2 separate regions of the Ovis aries genome follow, and region 2 is linked to region 1. The links are chromatin contacts, called in public Hi-C maps. All regions are on one chromosome and are shown on one strand. The core of a region is the stretch at or near the end of the contact, and the rest is flanking DNA. Distances in the headings are between cores, read along the strand shown.

Region 1 (5,257 bases), core at 1,528-4,027:
TCCATCCTCTCCCTAAGAGTGTCTGTGCTGCTGACCTCTGTGCCCCTGGCACAATGCAGGGCACACTGTAGGGGCTCAGCAAATTGGTGAATTGAAATGGGAAAGCAGCTCTACAATCCACACCGTGCAGATTACCCCTCTTGCCTCTTGGTAGAAACTGACAGAACAATGACAAGCCATGGCAGACTGAAGAAAACATCAGCCTGAAGAGGCGGGAGGTAGGGCTCTGGTCCTGCTGTGCCTTGGACACCCCGATCAGTCTCTGGGCTTTAGGTTCTTTAGTAAGATGACATAATACTTTCGTTAATGTTTTCGGGGATTCATAACAAATTATTATAAACTTCACAACTTAAAACAGCACGTTTGTTATCTACAGCATCCATGGGTTTGGAGCTGGGTCCTTTACGAGGCTGCAGTCAAGATGCTGGACGGGGGGGCATACGTATACCTGTGGCTGATTCAATGTTGATCTATGGCAGAACCCAGCACAATATTGTAAAGCAAATATCTTGCAATTAAAAATTACAGAAAAAAAAAAAGATGGCAAGCAGGGCTGCATTCATATCTGGAGACTCCAGTGAGGATGGATTCACTTCCAGGCTCACACAGGTTGTTGGCAAAATTCGTCTCCTTATGGTTAAAAAACTGGAATTTTGGTGGCTATTGGCAAGGGCTGCTCTCAGCACTTAAAGGCCACCCACAGTTCCTTGCCATAGGCCCTGCCTGAACAAGGGAGCTTATGTCTTCAGAATCAGTGAGAGAAGAAGTCTCTAGCACCAGCCTGCTGGTGAGACTGGATCTTTGTAACATGTTGTAATCATGGAATGGACATCCAATCCCCTTTGCCAATATTGGTTAGATGGTTATTCCATTGATTGGAAACAAATCCCAGGTCCTGCCCACACTTGAGGGAAGGGGATTACACAAGGGCAGAAACACGAGGATATAGGGATCACCTTAGAATCTGTCTCCTATAACACTAATCTGTCGAAATTCTTGAGTGAGTTAAATGAAAGAAAGCACAAAAGCACTTCATCCAGTGCCTGGCACTTAGTGAAAACTCAGAAAATGCCATAAAAGGCAGCTAGAGGCAGCTGTTTCTTCTTTGGCCAGCTTGGGAATAGCAAATATTGATACATAATTGGCCCCCAGGCCCTACTATGTCCATCAAGCTGCTTCAGCCATTTGTAAAATCGGTTTGGCTCTTGAAGGCATTTGAATTTGCCAAATGGCATTAGATGGTATGATCAATAGGTGTTCTTTTTATTGTAGCCTACAGATCTTGGAAAATCAGTAGTGTATCTTATTAACTTTTCCAGCCTCTGGTGCTTAGCTTGTTGGGCTTAGGATGTTGAATTCAGTCTGAATGTGTCACAAGTGTTGAGCTACAGCACTCAGCAGAATAATTTGGATCTGGAGCTATATAGACCCAGAGGGCACGTGGTGGTGGGTGGGAGGGAGGGAACCAGAATAGGTTGAGTGGCCGAGTCAGGCAGGACAAGGAGCCACCTGTTGGGCCCTGCTATGGGGAGACCCCAGCTCCTGTTGACATGTGTGCCACCTGCCTCCACCCCTAGCTTTCTCCTCTTCTTAGTGTTCAACTCCCCTCCCCACCCATCTCACCCACTCCAAGCAGGATCTCCTTGGGATCTGGGTGTGGTGGGCCTGCCAGTGTTCATGGGGGAAGAAAAGAGGGATTCCTTCAGAGACATGGACTATCTGGGCTGCAAAGAGCCTTAGTTAGAGCCCTGGAGAGGGATCAACAGCCGTGTTCAGGATAAGGGAAGAGAACTCATGTCTATTGAGCACCTACTCCTGCCTCTGGGCTCCACACTATATATTTCATTTCCTCTGTTTTTTCAATCTTCAAGGTAGATAAACAGAAACCCAGAGAAGGAAAGCGGCTTCCTCTGGTCACACAGCCGCTGGGAGGTAGAATTAGAACAGAACCTGGGATCCTGAGCTGCTGGTCCAGGGATTTTTCTCAACAGTGCACGCCCCTGGGGGGGCCTTGGTGTTGTAGCTCACTCCTGGCCCTGGCCCAGTTCTCTCTATAGAGCCCTGGTTCCCACCTTCAATTCTTCTTCCCCTCTACCTCTGCTTCCAGGAATTTCTCTGCTTGGGGTGCTCCAGACTCCTGCTGACTTGGTAGGTGGCACCTTGCTCAACCTCAGCCTGGCACTGGAGCAGCCACGCAGCCCATCCAAGCCAGAGCGCAGACACTCTTTCCAGCAGGGGCAGAAGCAGTTTGAGGCTCACACACCTGGGCACCTGTCGCCCAACTCGGATTTGTAGAAGACAAACCAGCGGGGTCATGTCATCACTTCTGGGCAGCGCCACGGCCCCATGAGCTGGAGTCTCTGCAGAAGGCCCATCTGCAGAGGGTGGAAGGTGGTGGGCAAGGTCCCCTGTCCTGGGGCCGGTTAGACGGGAGGTTCACCCACCCTCCTTAGTAGAAAAGTGGAGGCCAGAAGCCAGAAGCAGCAGCCTGGGGGCCAGGACTGTCAGGGCCTGTGAGAGTCTGAAACACTCCTCGGTCCCTCATCTGGGGTGCTTTAGTTCCCCCTCCACTTTCCCTGAAGGAGTGTGTGGGGGGGGGGATGAATTCCTTAAAGGCAGGTCTTCAGGGTAGGGAGAGAAAGAGCTGGGTTCCAATGTTACTTTTGCACTCAAAATAGGTTTGGGGAGAGCTAGGGGCAGCTGTCCAGGCTGAGAGAAGCTGGCTGTGGCCCTGCAGGGGGAGCTGCCGGGGCATGAGCCAGGGCTGCGCTGGGCGCGCTGGGAGCCGCCGTGAGGGCTCGGACAGGCTGGCACAGCTCCTAAGCCTGGCCTTTTCCGAGAAAACACTCTAGGACCAGTCAGTGACCCAGGGAAGAACGTCCTGAACCTAGTTATACTTCCTTTCAGAAGTTATAGGAGTAGAACCTAGAAAAAGAGAAAGCACACAACACACACACACACACACACACACACACACACACACACCTCTTCCTCACCTACCATGCAATATGGGCTTCACACCTCTCACCTCCCCTGGGCCTGCAGAATCATACGAAGCCCACCTAGTCACACACAACCGTCCACAAACACACTGTGTCACACACCTTGACTGTTAGCAGCACACAGCCACATAGAGTCGCATGCCACCAAAGGCGACCCTGCGTTCACACACCATGACACGCCAGCACGTGAGAACAACACTCAGTTCACAGTGAGACTTGACCACAGGCACTGACGCTCACCCATTCGTCTGCGTGTAATCACATACCTGGACGCTGTGACACGCAGGGATTCTGAATCCGCACGGTCACGCACAGACTCATATCACCTTATACAACCACAGACACACTCAGCCACACTCACAGGCAGGTGAGGACACGCACTCGTAGGCAACTGGGCACAACCACACACCGTCGCCGTCAATCAGAGGAGGGACCCAGCAGGTCCCAGATGTGCTTTAACACAAGCGGCAGGGCGGGGGGCTGGGGCGCCTTGTTCTCTGGAATGGGGGTCGGCGAGGGCCTGGCTGTGACCGAGTCAGGGACAGAGGAGTCCACTCAACCCTCCAGACGGCCCACCTTCTGGTCTTCCCTCGGAGCAGCAGAAACTGGGAAGGAAGTTAGTTATCTTTGCTTCCCGTCCAGCAGAGCATTCCTGGGTCCTGATGCAGTGTCCACAGCCTCCTCCCTCCCTCCCCGCCAGTCCGCTGGGCTTCTGGCAGGAAGCTCGGACCCAGGGGGACTATGGTGAGTCAGCCGGAAAGGGCTCAGGGAATTGGGCTTGCAGTTGCTGAAGCTTCTGAGTGAGAAATGGCTGCCTTTCTTGTGAGGGGCTATCCACTGGCGGTCACTCCTCCAGGGAAGAGAGGGTTACAGCCTTAGGACTTGGTGGCGATGGCATTCTCAGCCAACCCTGTGTGTGAAGCAGCAGATGTAAGGTGCCACGCTCCCCCACAGGCTGCGCTCGGACCTCTGTTGCCTGCCACGGGCTCTGTCTCTGCATGGTCCTCAGCTGGGCTTGGCCCACTGGCAGCGTTACCTGCTCTCCACTGTCTTGGACTCATTCTTTTATTCAACCATTCATGGAGCACCAACCATGCCGAGATGCATGATCTGTGCCTTCCAATGAGGAGGGTGACCTAAAAGATGATTCCAGGTCAGTGTGGGGACAGAGATGTACACAGGCTTTTGTGAAAGCTGCTGGGGCTGGCTGCTTGGAGCCCTTGACCTCCAGCCCCTGCAAAGGAGACCAGGATAGTTGCTAATGGTGGTGTCCTTCCCTTAGGGTGTTCTTGACCTCTGACCTCTCCCAAACAAGGCAGGTAGCACATCGGGATGGCTCTTTCAGGAAAGGCATGAGTGTTCACAAGTGTTAATAATATAGCCCTTTTCATTTTCCCAGGAGTCAGGGAAATACTTTTTCAGATCTGAAGGACAACATTTTAAATACCACATCCAAAGGAAAGTTTTGTAAAACGACTTCCTGCCTCCTGCAACTCAGAAGAGTCCCCACAAGCATTCTCCTTGCTGTCTCAGGGTTATATCACAAACTTCCATTCATACCAGACCAGATATAGCGATCCTTTCTTGGATTCAGAGGAGGTGGTCAAAAATACTCATGGAAGAAACAAACACATACTAATGAGCTCAGACCTCTGGGTGGAAAGATTGGAAAGAAGCAGCAAAATTTCCGAAGACTTCTAGGTATGGGTGTGGGGCTTAGGGGGTGGTGAACACTGCAGGGGTCTTCTCTTGCTCCCTGAACTCTTCTCAAGAGAAGCCTGACTCTTCATGCCCTCCTTTCTTTTTCACTGCAGAGCTCAGCTGCTTCCCCTCCTCTGGGTACCACACTGCATCCTCCCAGCCTTGTCTGAAGACTGCATCCCAGCCTCATCTCATCCCCCATTCCTGGGTGTCCCTGAGCTTAAAGACAAGCATCAACCAAGTTCCTTTTAACCCCTTCTAATCACTCCATGGAAATGAGAACAGCAGAGAAGTTATGAAAGTTCTGGAATCTCACAGAGTTCTTACATCCCAATCGACTCTCCACTTGAAAAAGAGAAAATTCACTCCTGCCTTGTATGTATAATGCAATTTTTAAAACTCCAGATAGATAAAGTACTTAAATATAAAAAAGAAACCACAGACGTCATTAAGAAAACCACGGTTGACGTTTTATTGTGTGTTATTTTAGGGGGAGTGAGACCTTTTAGGCAGAAAACCAGAAAAGCCTGATATACTGAACCACACAAAATTTG
Region 2 (5,281 bases), core at 628-3,127, 80 kb after region 1:
ATGGTGCACATTTGTCAAATGAATGAATTATTCTCTAATGGCTTCATGTAATTCAGTCACTATCGACTGGGTACCAAGTGTGTGCTGGGCACCTTCAATTTAGAGGTAAACACAAGACAAGCTACAGTTTTTCCAGGAGTCATGTATGGATGTGAGAGATGTACCATAAAGAAAGCTGACCGCCAAAGAATTGATGCTTTTGAACTGTGGTGTTGGAGAAGACTCTTGAGAGTCCCTTGGACTGCAAGGAGATCCAACCAGTCCATTCTAAAGGTAATCAGTCTTGAATATTCATTGGAAGTACTGACACTGAAGCTGAAGCTCCAATACTTGGGACACCTGATGCCAAGAACTGACTCATGGGAAAAGACCCTGATGCTGGGAAAGACTGAAGGCAGGAGGAGAAGGGGACTACAAAGGATGAGAAGGTTGGGTGGCATCACCAATTCGATGGACATGAGTTTGAGCAAACTCTGGGAGATGGTGAAGGACAGGGAAGGCTGGCATGCTGCAGTCCATGGGGTTGCAAAGAATCGGACATGACTGAACTGAACTGAAATACAGGACCAGCTTGGAGGAAGTCTCAGTCACAGTGGGGCTGAAGCTTCAGTCTGATGCTCCAGAATATAGCTATCAGCATCCCTTGAAACACTTTTAGAATACTGTGGACAATGAATGAATGACAATTTATCAGAGAAACTACAGAGAAAGGAGCCAAATTCAGTGAGACCACAGGGACGGGAATCATTGATCTGCCTGAGTAGTCAAAAAAGGCTCTGCTGGTGAAGGATGTGGTCTGACTCCAGCCTTGACAGATGAGGTGTTTGCCTTAAGCACAAGTTGGGAAAGGAGCATTGTAAACAGAGGCACCAGTATTAATAAGAGCAAGCAGTTATAAAATTACTAATAGGGGCTGGAATAAGTGACAGGAGATGCCCCTTCCAGACATGTATTTCCCAGGGGATGGGGATGGGTGGAGCCACAGAGAGACTGAAACATTGAACCCTAGGAACTGAAGAAAGAAAAAGCTCTTGAATTTGACTTTATGATTAACAGGCTCGTCCTATTTAGCCTCATTTAGATTCATTCTCATATAGAGACAAAATGAGCTTAATCATTTCAGTAAATCCATTTTCAAAAGCATCAGGGAACTGTAGGGCTTGGGTGCCAATCTCCCCAGGTCTGAGGCTCAGGAGGGATCCTGGGTTCCAGCCAGCGTTTTCATCACCTGCAGGTCAGGTGTGGGAAGCATCTCCTGGGACACAGCAGAGTGTCCCAGTCCCTGTCACAGGACACAATTCATCCCCTTCTGGTCAGGTAGTAGCCTCTCTGCCTGTACCCTGCCCCCAGAAGAGAAGACAGAGGCTGGACGGGCGCTTTGGGGGCTGCATAAGGAGAGGGCTGCCCCCAAACCTGCTGACTAAGGCTCCACAAGGTGCCACAGCAAGCGCAGTCGGTCTCCAGTGTTCGCCCCTGCTCTCAGGCCATTTCCTGCTCAGATTTGGGAATTTTCAGACCCAGAGGGAAAGTCCCTTGAGACACATATTAGAACGAGAGAGAGAGCGCGCGCACCGGATCCGCCTGGAGAGCGCGGAAGGAAAGACCAGGCTCTGTCCAAAATCCGCGCGCTGGAGGGCGGGAGGCGGCGGAGCCCGCGTTACTTTCTTGAAGGCTTTGGCTTTGAGCGCAGCACACAGGGCGACTGGAAGACAAACGGAGAAGACCGGCCCGCTGGGTGGGGGCGGGGAGGCGTTCAGTGGGCCTCCGGAGTGTGTGTGTCTGTCAGTGCGCCCGCGCCTGTGTGTGTGCGTGTGTGTGTGTGTCTGGCGCCTGTCCAAGGTGATTTCCCATAAAGCACATGCCTCACAAGTCCGCTTAAAAGGCTGTGCCGAGGAGCTGGCCAGTGGAGCCCGGCTCGGGGAAAGTGAAAGTTTGTCTGGGTGCTCCGCGCGCCGCCGCGAGTCCCCCTACACTCCCAGGTCAGCAGCGCGGCCCTCGGCCAGGGCGCGGACTCTGCAGCGGCCAGCGATCAAGACAGCGAGCGGCAGAGCGAGGGCGGCCGACGCGCCCGGCCGGGACCCAGCTGCCCGTATGACCGCGCGGGGCGCCGCCGGGCGCTGCCCTCCCACGGTAAGCGATCGCCGCGGGGCCGGGCCCGGGCCGGGCTGGGACTGGAGCTTGGCGGCGCAGCCGGGCTCCTCGGAGCCCACTGCCCAGCGCGCGCCGACTGCAGAGGCTCTTCCGTCTCCCGGCACCGGGCCCATCTTTGCACGCCGACTGCGCGAGGCCCCTCTTGCGCTGGGGCTGGGACCAGAAGCGGCCCTGCAGCTGCTCCTGGGGCTGCGGCACCTCTTTGGGGAAGGGAAGACTGCTTACCCCATTGCAGGGAGAGGCACACGGAGCCACCTGCGGGCAAAGGAGAAGGGTTTGCAGTCAAGGGACAGAAGCTCCGTCCTAGACTCTCTCCACCGCCAAGGGACAGGCAGAATGGCTGTGCGCCTGAGGGTGGCGCCTGCCCAGTGGGCATTCCACACGGGCCATACGCATGCTTCTAGGTCCTGCTGGGGAGTGGGCGCTTCTGAATGGGGAAAGTTCAGGTGCCATCCAACTTAGAGAATGCAAGGCAGAAGGAAGGAGCTGGGCAAGCCACTACTTGTTCCAGCTCACAGACAGGAGCTGTTGGGCACTTGGGTGGCTGGATCAAGTCCGTTTTGTGGGGGATGGGGGTACCAGAGTTGCCTGGTGCCAGCTCTGGATCTTCCTGCAGATTCAGGTTCAGTCAGTCGGGGAGCTCCTGGGCTTGATGATGGTAAAGGAGGTGGAAGGAAGGTTTGGGGTTGCAGAACTGTGGGCAGGAGCTGCGGGCGGTTCACCACTGCCCTGCTCTAACCATGGGCTGTAGCTGGGGCAGCTGCTAGATGGTGCAGAGTGACTCCATTAATGGACAGTAAGGCAAACCCTGCCAGTGGGTTTGCTTCTGAGGAATTCTAGAGGAGAAACCTGGTGGGGGGTGGGGGGATGGGGGCAGCGAGAGAAGCAGAAAAATATTCCGAGGATAAGGGAGGGAGGTTGCAAGTAGGGTGATAGGGACAAGCCCTTCCATGAGGAGGAAGAGCCAGCTGAAAGAGATGAGATGGGGTTAGGAGGGGAAGTCAGGAAGGGTGAGGTGAGGGCAACAAGACAAATAGGGGCTGGAAGTGAGACGGTGAGGAAAGAAGAGGAAGGTAAGCATGGAAGGAAAGAGGCTGATTTTAGACCCTCAGCCTGAGGGTCCACTCATGCTAAGGTCTCTCCAGGGACCATTTTGCCAGGGAATTTGGGACATGGTGAGAAGCAGGTGAGGATGGGTGGCTGGGCTGAGATGTCTCAGAGTCTCTCTGAGCCTGAAGCAGAGATTCCTAGGGCTGCCCCAGAGGCCAAAGCTGGTGGGTGGGAAGAAGAAAGGAGGGGGGAGAAGAGCCAGCCCAGCCAGACACAAGCTAGAGTGTTAACCCTTGGGTACCTGTGCAGCTCCTCCTCTCAGGCCACGTCAAGGCCCCAGGTGCAGGGGTGGTCCCCTTTGGCCACCTTCAAAGCCAGCCTCCCACATGGTGGCTGTACACTCCCCACACTGATGCTTGAAATAACTGCAGAAGCCAGGCAGCCCTTGGGGTTAAGCATTGCCCCCTCCTGGCTGCCCTCAAACATCAATATCTTAACTCGTCTGTGACAAGGCTATCTTCCTGAGCATCCCCTTCCCCATGGACCCTTTCCTCCAAACCACTGACACCTGAGGCTTGGAGCCTCAGGGGCAACCAGCCTGGGGCAGAGACATACCTTCTGCATGGCCCAGTATCCTCCCGTGGGTCCTGAAGTGCAGGTTCCTGAGGGCTGGCACAGCCATTCCCACCCAGAACTCCCTCTTTAACCACCCAACAGAGCCCAGTGTTCCCTCCATGACTCTTTTCCCTCTTCCACAGTCTGCCTCGCCCAGGTCGGACCAGGACCCTCACCAGACCCTGGTGCTGAACAGCACTGGGCCATCCCGAGCCTCTTTCCTCCAGGCCCCCCTTCCCCCTCCTCTCTCTGCCATCAACTCCCCCCCTACCCCCCCCCACCTCTCTACCCACCCCCCCACCCCCCCATCTTTGAAGGTCTTACTGTGGCTTCTCCTCCCCGCAACCTCCCTGGAGCTCAGCCAGGGCTTCTCCTCCCTGGTAAGAGCTGACAAACATTTTAGGCTTTTAGTTCTATGTAAATCAGCATGTTGTTATGGGCTGCTTCACAGCCTCCAGTGTGCTATTTGTTTGCGCTATTTGTCTCAGCATCTGAATTAAAAGGCAGAGCCCAGAACCCAGGAAGGTACCAGCCTACACCCCACCCTGACAGCATTTCCCCCAATGTGCCAGGAGGCGACATCCAGCTTGGGAGAGACAGCCCAAGAGTCTTTCTTTGCCTCTGGCTGGAGAAGGGGGTACCTAGAGCCAGGGAGAGGGCTAAGGGGACCTTAGCAAGAAGGAGGAAAGTGGAATGACAGGGTGTCAGGAGCTCATCCATCACTCTGGGGACGAGCAGCTACTGGGTCAGGGGGGTGCTGAAAGAGGGGAGAGATCTCAGAAAATGTTCTTGCAATGATAAGAGCTGTCAGGCTGGATGCAGAGCCTGATGGGGCTCCAATAGGTAGGTGCCAGCCAGGGATGGTCTAAAGTTGGCACTGCTGCCTCTGATTAATCAGTTGGGCTCTTCTTGACACAAAGCCCTAGGGCTCCAAAGGTCTGTGATGCGGGATAGGTTCCCAGTGAAACTGAGTTTGGGCCCCTGGTTTTTCCATTAGCAGAGCCAGACACATGCGGAATCAGGTAGGAGGAAGGGCTGGGCCCAGAGAGATGTCTCTGGCTCCAAGTGTGGAAGCCAGCCAGTGTAGGAACATGAACTTGAGAGGAGTGGGCAGCTCCCAAGATGTCTGGCTCAGTGTTTGACGTTGCAGAGTCAGAATAATGGGTAGAAGCAAGTCCTGCATTCGAGGAGTTTCCTATGTGACTGGCATTTAGACTGGCAGGCACAACTCCCATGTCCTCATTAGAAATTCAGTGTAGAGTGGCTTGGCCTGGGTTAATCTGGGAAAGCTTCTTGGAGGAGGTGACATTTGTGTTGTTATCAAGGGAGAGCAGGGTTGTGTGTGGTTCTTAGGAAATCTTGATGAAGGTGACTTTGGGAATGCTGTATTCTGGGATGAGAGGCCGAGCCTGTAGCACTGTAGGTCTGAGGTCCTTGTTTTTCCATCCTCAGCAGGGGAGGGTGG

What was found. A called contact is a pair of places that touch in the nucleus more often than the background predicts.
Region 2: a Hi-C map of hypothalamus shows a contact between it and region 1, with 3 times the contacts expected there. The contact joins the promoter of CSF1 here to the enhancer-like site in region 1. A contact is called at or near these places in 4 of 16 Hi-C or Micro-C datasets (blood, hypothalamus, liver and 1 more).

What each region holds. Positions count from the first base shown.
Region 1 is chr1:87,148,369-87,153,625 of ARS-UI_Ramb_v3.0, forward strand. No RefSeq gene overlaps it. Among named protein-coding and RNA genes, the nearest start is that of EPS8L3, 43 kb to the left of the region's middle. Within about 2 kb of position 2,778, at least 17 of the 54 cell types and tissues checked have an H3K27ac peak or open chromatin away from gene starts, as enhancers often do. A contact at or near this core is called in hypothalamus, where this site is marked.
Region 2 is chr1:87,229,734-87,235,014 of ARS-UI_Ramb_v3.0, forward strand. CSF1 (colony stimulating factor 1) reads left to right here and starts at 1,878. Exons shown (of 9, transcript XM_027972813.3): 1 at 1,878-2,130. The coding sequence starts at 2,092.